Linked DNA regions of Mus musculus: region 1 is linked to region 2. A link is a contact called in public promoter capture Hi-C data. All regions are on one chromosome and are shown on one strand. Each heading gives the region's core, a stretch centred on a gene start, on an enhancer-like site or on the middle of the called end of the contact. The rest is flanking DNA. Distances are from core to core; before and after follow the strand shown. Region 1 overlaps 2210408F21Rik (RIKEN cDNA 2210408F21 gene). Region 2 overlaps Klhdc10 (kelch domain containing 10).

The links. Promoter capture Hi-C pulls out the DNA fragments that hold promoters and counts their contacts.
Region 1: a contact with region 2 is called in a promoter capture Hi-C map of liver, with 2.2 times the contacts expected there. The contact joins two enhancer-like sites. A contact is called at or near these places in 3 of 39 promoter capture datasets (embryonic stem cells, liver and stem cell-derived epiblast-like cells).

Annotation. Positions count from the first base shown.
Region 1 is chr6:31,336,922-31,341,034 of GRCm38.p6, forward strand. It overlaps 2210408F21Rik (RIKEN cDNA 2210408F21 gene), which reads left to right. Exons shown (of 6, transcript NR_040262.1): 6 at 309-474. Among named protein-coding and RNA genes, the nearest start is that of Mkln1os, 60 kb to the right of the region's middle. Within about 2 kb of position 2,685, at least 61 of the 459 cell types and tissues checked have an H3K27ac peak or open chromatin away from gene starts, as enhancers often do. A contact at or near this core is called in liver, where this site is marked.
Region 2 is chr6:30,407,395-30,411,487 of GRCm38.p6, forward strand. The region is part of intron 1 of Klhdc10 (kelch domain containing 10); the gene reads left to right. Among named protein-coding and RNA genes, the nearest start is that of Klhdc10, 7.6 kb to the left of the region's middle. Within about 2 kb of position 2,532, at least 5 of the 459 cell types and tissues checked have an H3K27ac peak or open chromatin away from gene starts, as enhancers often do. A contact at or near this core is called in liver, where this site is marked.

The sequences.
Region 1 (4,113 bases), core at 1,435-3,934, 930 kb after region 2:
CTGAGAGCATAGTCTCCCAAAATGTGCCAGAAGTTGTACAAAAGGGTGGTATGGTGGTTACTTTGGAGAACACAATGTACTACATCTGGAAGGGAGTCTTCATGAGAGGTTCCCTAGCTCAGTGTGGTGGTTGGGGGCAGAATGGGACAGAATGGGAATGTCCCCCCATAGGCTCAGATGTCTGAGCACGTGATCTCCAGCCTGGTGCTGTCTGGGAGGTTCAGGAGATGTGGTTTTGTATGTCCTAGAGTAGGCTTTGAGAGTATAATTTACTCATGTCACTTCCAAGCCGTTCTCTCTGCTTACAGCTTGCTGCTCGAGATGTGAGTCTTCAGATGTTCCTGCCGCCATATCTGACAGCTGCTGCCAAGATTCCCTGGTGGGATGGACTCTTATACCTCAACAACCAGAAGCCCAAGTAAACTCTTCTATAAATTGAATGACTCATGCTTAAAAAAAAAAACAAAAAACAAACTATCTTTATTTTGTGTGCATTGGTGTTTTGCCTACATATATGTCTGTGTGAGAGTGTCAGATTCCTTGGAACTGTAGCTACAGATAGTTGTGAGCCACCATGTGGGTGCTGGGACTTGAACCCCAGTCCTCTAGAAGAGCAGCTGGTAGGTACTCTTAACCACTGGACCATCCCTCTAGACCCTGATCATGGTGTTTTAACTACAGCAAAAGAAAAGTAATTAGCACAATCAGGTTAGCCAGAGGGCACACCTGTGACAGATTTTTCCTAAGTGCATTCATCAGGGGGAGGCCCACCCTGGATGGGGGCAGCACCCTTCCTTGGGTTTGGGTCTTAGAAAGAATAAACACAGAGAGGGAGCTGAGCACAAGCCAGCAAGCACAAGCTAAGCAAGCACTGTCCAGTCTTCCTCTGCTTTGACTGAGGATGTGACGTGTCTAGCTGCTTCAGGTTTCTGCCTCGAATCCCCTGCAGTCATAGACTATAACCTGGAATTGTGAGCCAAAAGAAAAACAAAAGAAAACAAAATCCATTTTCTCCCCATATGTTGCTTTTTGGTCAAAGCATTTGATCCCAGTAACAGAAAAGAAATGAGGACAGGCAAGAAGAGGCCATACCACAGAGCCAGGAGCAGGTTGTAGTGCCAAGTTGCAGAGGCCGGGGAGGAGCATAGGTGCAGAGCAGCCGCTGTCAGAATGTTCAGGGAAAAGGAGAAGAGAGGATGTGTCAGGGAAGTGAGCTGGCTCAGTCCATAACAGCATGGTCTTGCTGTCTTTTACAGGGTCTGAAGTCTACCTTAGTGCAGTGGGAGCCACTAACTGTCCTAGTATGAAGGAAGGATATTGATGTTTTTTGGGCATGTAAGTGTGTGTGTGTGTGTGTGTGTGTGTGTGTCCCCATACTCTAGGGACTGAGCCTCCTCACCCATGTACCACACAGCTTCAGTCCCAGTCCCATATTTTGTTTTCAATCAAACTTTATACAAATGTTTCTCAAGAAAATTATAAGTTACTTCTTTTATTTCTCATTAATAATATTTTGGGGTTTTTATTTAATAAATTTTAAAGCAAGATGAGCATTTCATAAAAGAAATCAGCTTCATCCTGACTCAGACTTTCCCACCAGACATAACCAGAATCCTAGAGGAAGTTACAAGTTAGTTAAAGTTAGGACTCTGTTCCTAGTCAATTCCGTTTCTAGAACACCTAACACATGGTGTCCAGCCCAAGTACAAAACATCTCAGAGTTCTTGGAGTACTCAAGTTATATTCCTTCTGCATTGCATTATATGGGAATTAATACACACAAAAGAAAAAAATCTGATGAGTGTATTCAAGTTTTGACATTTGGGCTCTGATATCTTATTTTTAACTTATTTTAATTGGCATGTCATAACTGTTTATGTTTATAGGGTAGAGTGTGATGATTCAGTCCATACATGCAATGTGCACACATCACATGATCCATACATGCAGTGTGCACACATCAAGTCAGCAGGATTGGCCTTTCCGTCTTCTTGGACATCTGTCATGTCTTTGTGTCTGGAGCCTGCAAAGGCCTCTCTTCTAGCTCTTTGTAAGTGTGGAGTAAGTTGTACAAACTGTATTCACCCTGTTATGTTATCATTGCTTTCTAGCCCGTATCTGTTATTCAGTCTCCCTCTGTCCTACATCTCCTGACCTCCAAAGCCTCTTTTTATGATATGCTATTATGATATGTTTCCAGAAAGTGACTGCACGATGGAAAATGGGTGCCCAGTAGTCCTAGGGCCAGTGTGGAGGAATTACAGTACCTCGAAAAGGAAATGATATGGGTCCAGGCTTGCCAGGGGCAGCAGGGATGCAGAGAGGAGGGTCTGAGAAGCACTCCCGGGAAGGCCAGAGGCATTCGGATGACTCCAGGCTTTTGTGGGTGGAGGTGAGGGATAATGGCAAGGAAGGAAGACCTGTTGGGAGGAGCCTAGGGCAGAGACCCTTCCATTCCCCCTGAGGACCACCTATATGTCACTGGAGCTGGGGACTTCGCCATGCAATGCAGAAAGGTTTCACGCTGAGGTCAGACCCTGGCAGCTAGAGAGGATGGGGCTCTTAACACCTGCCAGATTGTTAAGACCGAATCTGTGTGGAACCCAGGCTGCAAATGAGAGGTCTTCAGTACCTGCAGCCAAGCAGGGCCTGACAAGCTGTTTCCATGGAGACACAGAGCTGTGTGCAGGCGTAGGCGTGTTGATCCATTCCAGAGCCTTGGGTCACAAGGCTGTATCGAGCTAACAGGAAAAAGGTGTTATCGATCAGGAAAAGATGCCCAAAGTATTGGCAGCTAATTGAGGTTTTGTTGTCATAATTCTGGATTAAGTTTAACAAATCAGGATCCTGCTAGCTCCCACTTAGCAAGAGCACAAGGAAGCAGACACCAATTCAGGCTAACTCTAAATATGCAGACACCCAGCCCAAGTAGTTCTGGATCCTTGAGCTCTCAAGTAGCTCCGTATCTCTTCCGACTGACAGAGACACAGACAGCAGCTGGGGGAGCTAATCTCCTTTTCATTTGTCATAGGAATGGCAAAAATATTCAGGAAACCTAAGCCTGGCTCTGGAAAAAAATTCAGATGCTGGCAGAGCCCCAAACTGGATATTGGGAAGCATTTTGAAAATTACTGTTCACAGAGAGCACAGAGGGAAGCTTCCAGAGCTTAGGAGATGGGGGTCAGGTGGTGAGTGACTCAGAGCTTGCTGCAGCCACGTGACATTCTATCTCAAAGCAAACACTAGCAAAAAGGAAGCCAGCAGCAATGACACTCACATTTGTGGTGTGTGTGTGTGTTAAAATAGACATAGCATGAAGTTTACCTTTGGATATTTTGGGGGGGGGGTTGTTTGTTTGTTTGTTTGTTTGTTTGTTTGTTTCCAGGCAGAGTTTCTCTGTGTAACAGCCCCCACCTGTCCAGCAACTCACTCTGTAGATCAGGCTGGCCTCAAAATAAGAGATCTGCCTTCGTTTGCTTCCCCAGTATAGGGATTTAAGGTGTGTGTCATCACTGGACATTTTTAAATATACAATTTAATGGCATAAAGATCACACATGATCTTGGACTGGGGGTGTAGGCCATTGGCACAGCATGAGCTTGGAATATGTCAGCAGTGGGGTCCGAGTGGCACAGTTTTTAAAAAGTATGCTTTCAATTTTGTGCATCCTTCATTATTATTACTTCCAAAATTTTATTTTGGTTAAGTAACAACTCCCCATTAGACTATACATCAGGTCATTTTGTGTTACTATAACAAAATGCTGGAGGCAGGATACTCTGTATTATTTAGCTCAGGAGTCTAGTCACTCAAGAGCATGATACTGGCATGTGCTTGGTCTGTTGGACCTCATTGTAGATGGCTTCACAACGGTGGATGTGCATGTAGAGGAGGTCACATGGCAAGGTGGGATTCAGTAAAGCAGCATCAATCTGCTTACATGGGAAATGTCCCCAAGCTCTGATTATTTGTTGCTAGGCCCTACCACCTCATTACCACCACACTGGGGACCAAGCCTCCTACAGGGGACAACAGATTATATAGCATGCCCTAAAGATATTGAACAGTATGGTCTTCCTGCAGAGTTTTCTGCTGGCAGAATGATGGTTAGTG
Region 2 (4,093 bases), core at 1,282-3,781:
ATGTATACATGTGTTTTCCTTGCATGTATGTGTCTATCTGTGTACCATGTGTATACTGGGTGCTCTCAGAGATCAGAAGAGAGCATCAGATTCCCTGGAACTGGAATTATTGATTGTGTTGTGAGCCACCATGTGGATTCTGGGAGTTGAACCCTGGTCCTCTGGAGAAGCAGAGCCAGTGCTCTTTTTTTTTTGTTGTTTGTTTGGTTTTTTGAGACAGGGTTTCTCTGTATATCCCTGGTTGTCCTGGAACTCTCTCTGTGGACCAGGCTGGCCTCAAACTCAGAAATCTGCCTGCCTCTGCCTCCAAAATATTGTGGTTTTATTTATTTATTTATTTTATTTTATTTTATTTTATTTTATTTTTTTCCGAGACAGGGTTTCTCTGTGTAGCCCTGGCTGTCCTGGAACTCACTTTGTAGACCAGGCTGGCCTCGAACTCAGAAATCCGTCTGCCTCTACCTCCCAAGTGCTGGGATTAAAGGCGTGTGCCACCACTGCCCGGCTTGCTCAGCCTTTTGAATCCTTAGTATTGGTGAGCTGGAGAGCTGGCTTAGTGAGCACTGCTTTTGCAGAGGTCTGTAGTTCAGTTCCCAGCACCCACATAGTGGTGCACAGCTGCCTGAAACTCCAGCTCTAGGAGATGTGTGCACATGCACGTACACATACACACACACTCTCTTAAAAAAGAAATAGGGGACTTGAGAGATGGCTCAGCAGTTAAGAGCACTGGCTGCTCTTCCAGAGATCCTGGGTTCAATTCCTAGCAACACATCAACTCATAACATAACCCTATGGGATCCAATGCCCTCTTCTGATAATACAGACAGACTTGCAGACAAAAGACCCATATACATAAAGTAATACATCTTTAAAACAGATAAAAAGACGTGTGTGGCTGCAGGCTTTTGAGGGTATTTCTTTCTCCCTCTCCCCCTCCCCTCCCCCCCCCTCCCCGCCCCTTGTTTCTGGCTGCCCTGGAACTTGCTCTGTAGACCAGGCTGGTCTTGAACTCCTAGATCCACCTGTCTTACATTCATTTCTTGATGTTCACATTTCCTGCAATACTCCAGCCCTCTTCACATTTGCTTACTGTTGCGTGTCTGTGAGCTCACATGTGCCATGGCACAGATGGAGAGGTTAGAAGACAGCTTTAGGAGTTGGTACTCTCCTTTCTTTGTGTGTGTTCTAGGGATGGAACTTAGGTCATCAGGCTTCTGGTGCCTTTAGTTGTCACGCCATCTTGCTGGTACCCTTTTAAAAAAAAAAAAATAGGTTCCAGGGCAGTCAGGGATATAGGAGAGAACATGCCATATTTAAAATTTTTGTTTGTTTGTTTTTTGATTTTTTGAGACAGTGTTTCTCTGTATAGCTGTCCTGGAACTCACTTTGTAGACCAGGCTGGTCTCGAACTCAGAAATCCACCTGCCTCTGCCTCCTGAGTGCTGGGATTAAAGGCGTGCGCCACTACCGCCCGGCCATATTTAAATTTTTTTATTCATCTATTTTTTTTAAATGTATGAATGCTCTGCTTTTGTGCATGCCAGAAGAGGGCATTAGATCCTATTATAGATGTTTGTGAGCCACTTTGTGGTTGCTGGGAATTGAATTCAGGACCAAAGAAGAGTAGCCAGTTCTCTTACTCTCAGAGCCCTCTCTCTTCTATTCCTTTTTTTCCTTATTTATTTATATGTTTCTATTTGTTTGTTTTGCTTTGTTTTTCAAGACAGGGTTTCTCTATGTAGCTGTGGCTGTCGTGGAATTCTCTCTGTAGTCCAGGCTGGCCTTGAACTCATAAAGATCCTCTAGTCTCTGTCTCCTAAGTGCTGGAATTGAAGGTGTGCACTCTCACCACCTGTCTATGACCTCAGTCCTTTACTGTGATCTTAGTTCCATTGATTTTCTTGGCAATGGCACAATTTTATGCTTTAGAGCTCAAGAATAATACCAAGTGTTAGGATTAAAGGCATGCACTGCACAGTCCTGCTTGCTCTCGCTCGCTCGCACCCTCTCTCTCTCTTTTATATTTTCTCTTTTTTTTTAAAGATTTGTTTATTTTATGTATGTGAGTACACTGTAGCTGTCTTCAGACACAGATGGTTGGAGCCACCATGTGGTTGCTGGGAATTGAATTCAGGACCTTTGGAAGAGCAGTCAGTATTCTTAACCACTGAGCCATCTCTCCAGCCACCCGACCCCCTTTAAAGGTTGATTTATTTCTGTGTCTGTATGTTTATGTGTGTGGTTCTGTGTAGCAATGCCTGCACAGAGGACAAAAGAGGGCATTGGATATCCTTCTCTTTCACTCTGCCTATTTTTTTAAGGCAGGATCTCAGCTGAAGTTGGGGTTTCTTTTGTTTCAAGTAGGCTAGAAGCAGCAAGCTCCAACAATCGACCAATCTCCGGTCCCCTTGGAGCTGGGGTTAAGGTATGTTATATGGGTGTTGGGACCTGAGCTTTGGTCTTCATGATTATGAAGCAAGTGTTCTAATCCATGAGTCATCTTTCTGACCCCGACTTCATTGATTTATTTATTGACATTTATTTGTTTGAGTGTACGCGTGTGCATTTGTGTGCACACAAGGGCCAGGCTGTACATGTAGAGGTCAAAGAACAAGTCTTTTGGGAGTTAGTTCTCTTTTCTACCCTGGGGTCCCAGGGATCAGACCCAGAGCATCACGACAAGCACCTTTACCAGCTGAGCCGTCACGGCTCCCCTCCCATGGTTTGTTTTTATCCTTCCCATATTAATTTACCAAATCATCTGTTGATATGTACTTGGGATGTTTTTAGTTTTTGACTGTTAAGTGTTCTGCTGCTGCGTGTAGACCTGTGTACAGATGTCTGGTTATGTGTTTCCCTTAGGTAAATACCCGGAGTACAATTGCTGAATTGTACAAGGACTGGAACTCAAGTATTTCTGTGGAATATGTTTAGCCACTTGATGAATATCCAGACAGTTTTCCAGAGCAAGTGGAATTTTACATTTCCACCAGCACTTTGTCCATCTTCCCAAACACTTGTCATCTCACTTTCTGAGTCTTTATACCAACTATTTTAATATCTGTGAAATAGAATCTTAACGCTCTTGTTTTTAGACCAGGTCTTCGTGTTGTTCTGTCTTAGACTCCTGAGCTGAAGCAACTTCAGCCTCAGTGGCTGGGCTGTAGGCGTTGCACCTTCCTGTCTTCATTGTAGTTTTTGATGTGTTTTCCTTCAGTGACTAACAATGCCAAGCATGTTTTTATGTGCGTGTTGACCATTTGTCTGTGGCTGTTTCCTTGTTAGGGAGTATCTTAGTCAGGGTTTCTCTTCCTGCACACACATCATGACCAAGAAGCAGTCGGGGAGGAAAGGGTTTATTCGGCTTACACTTCCATGCTGCTGTTCATCACCAAAGAAAGTCAGGACTGGAACTCAAGCAGGTCAGGAAGCAGGAGCTGATGCAGAGGCCATGGAGGGATGTTCTTTACTGGCTTGCTTCCCCTGGCTTGCTCAGCCTGCTCTCTTATAGAACCAAGATTACCAGCCCAGAGATGGTCCCATCCACAAGGGGCCTTTCCCCCTTGATCACTAATTGAGAAAATGCCTTATAGCTGGGTCTCATGGAGGCATTTCCTCAACTGAAGCTCCTTTCTCTATGATAACTCCATCTTGGGTCAAGTTTAAATGTCCCATCCTGTTTTTAATTGGGTTGTCTTTTTGTTGTTTTAAGAGTTCTTTATATATTTTAGACTTAAGTCCTTTGTTTATATAATTTAACATTTATATGTGTGTTTCCTCCTATTTTATCAGTTTCTTAGTTGTGTTGCTAAAAGCACACACTGATCTTTTACATTTTGATGAAGTCTAGCTATTTCTTTCCTTTTGTTCATGTTTTGGTGTGATTTACAAGGATCCTTTGCCAAATACAAGGTCATAAATATATACCTCGTGTTTCCCTTCAGTCTTGTGTGGCCTTGTGTTTGTCCCTGTACTTGGTGCCAGGGTCTTCTGATCTCTGTCTGGCCATTCCGATGTCATTTGTTTATAGCACTTTTCTTTCACTTCTGAACGGTACTGTCACCCTTGTTAGAAATGATTTGATTACCAC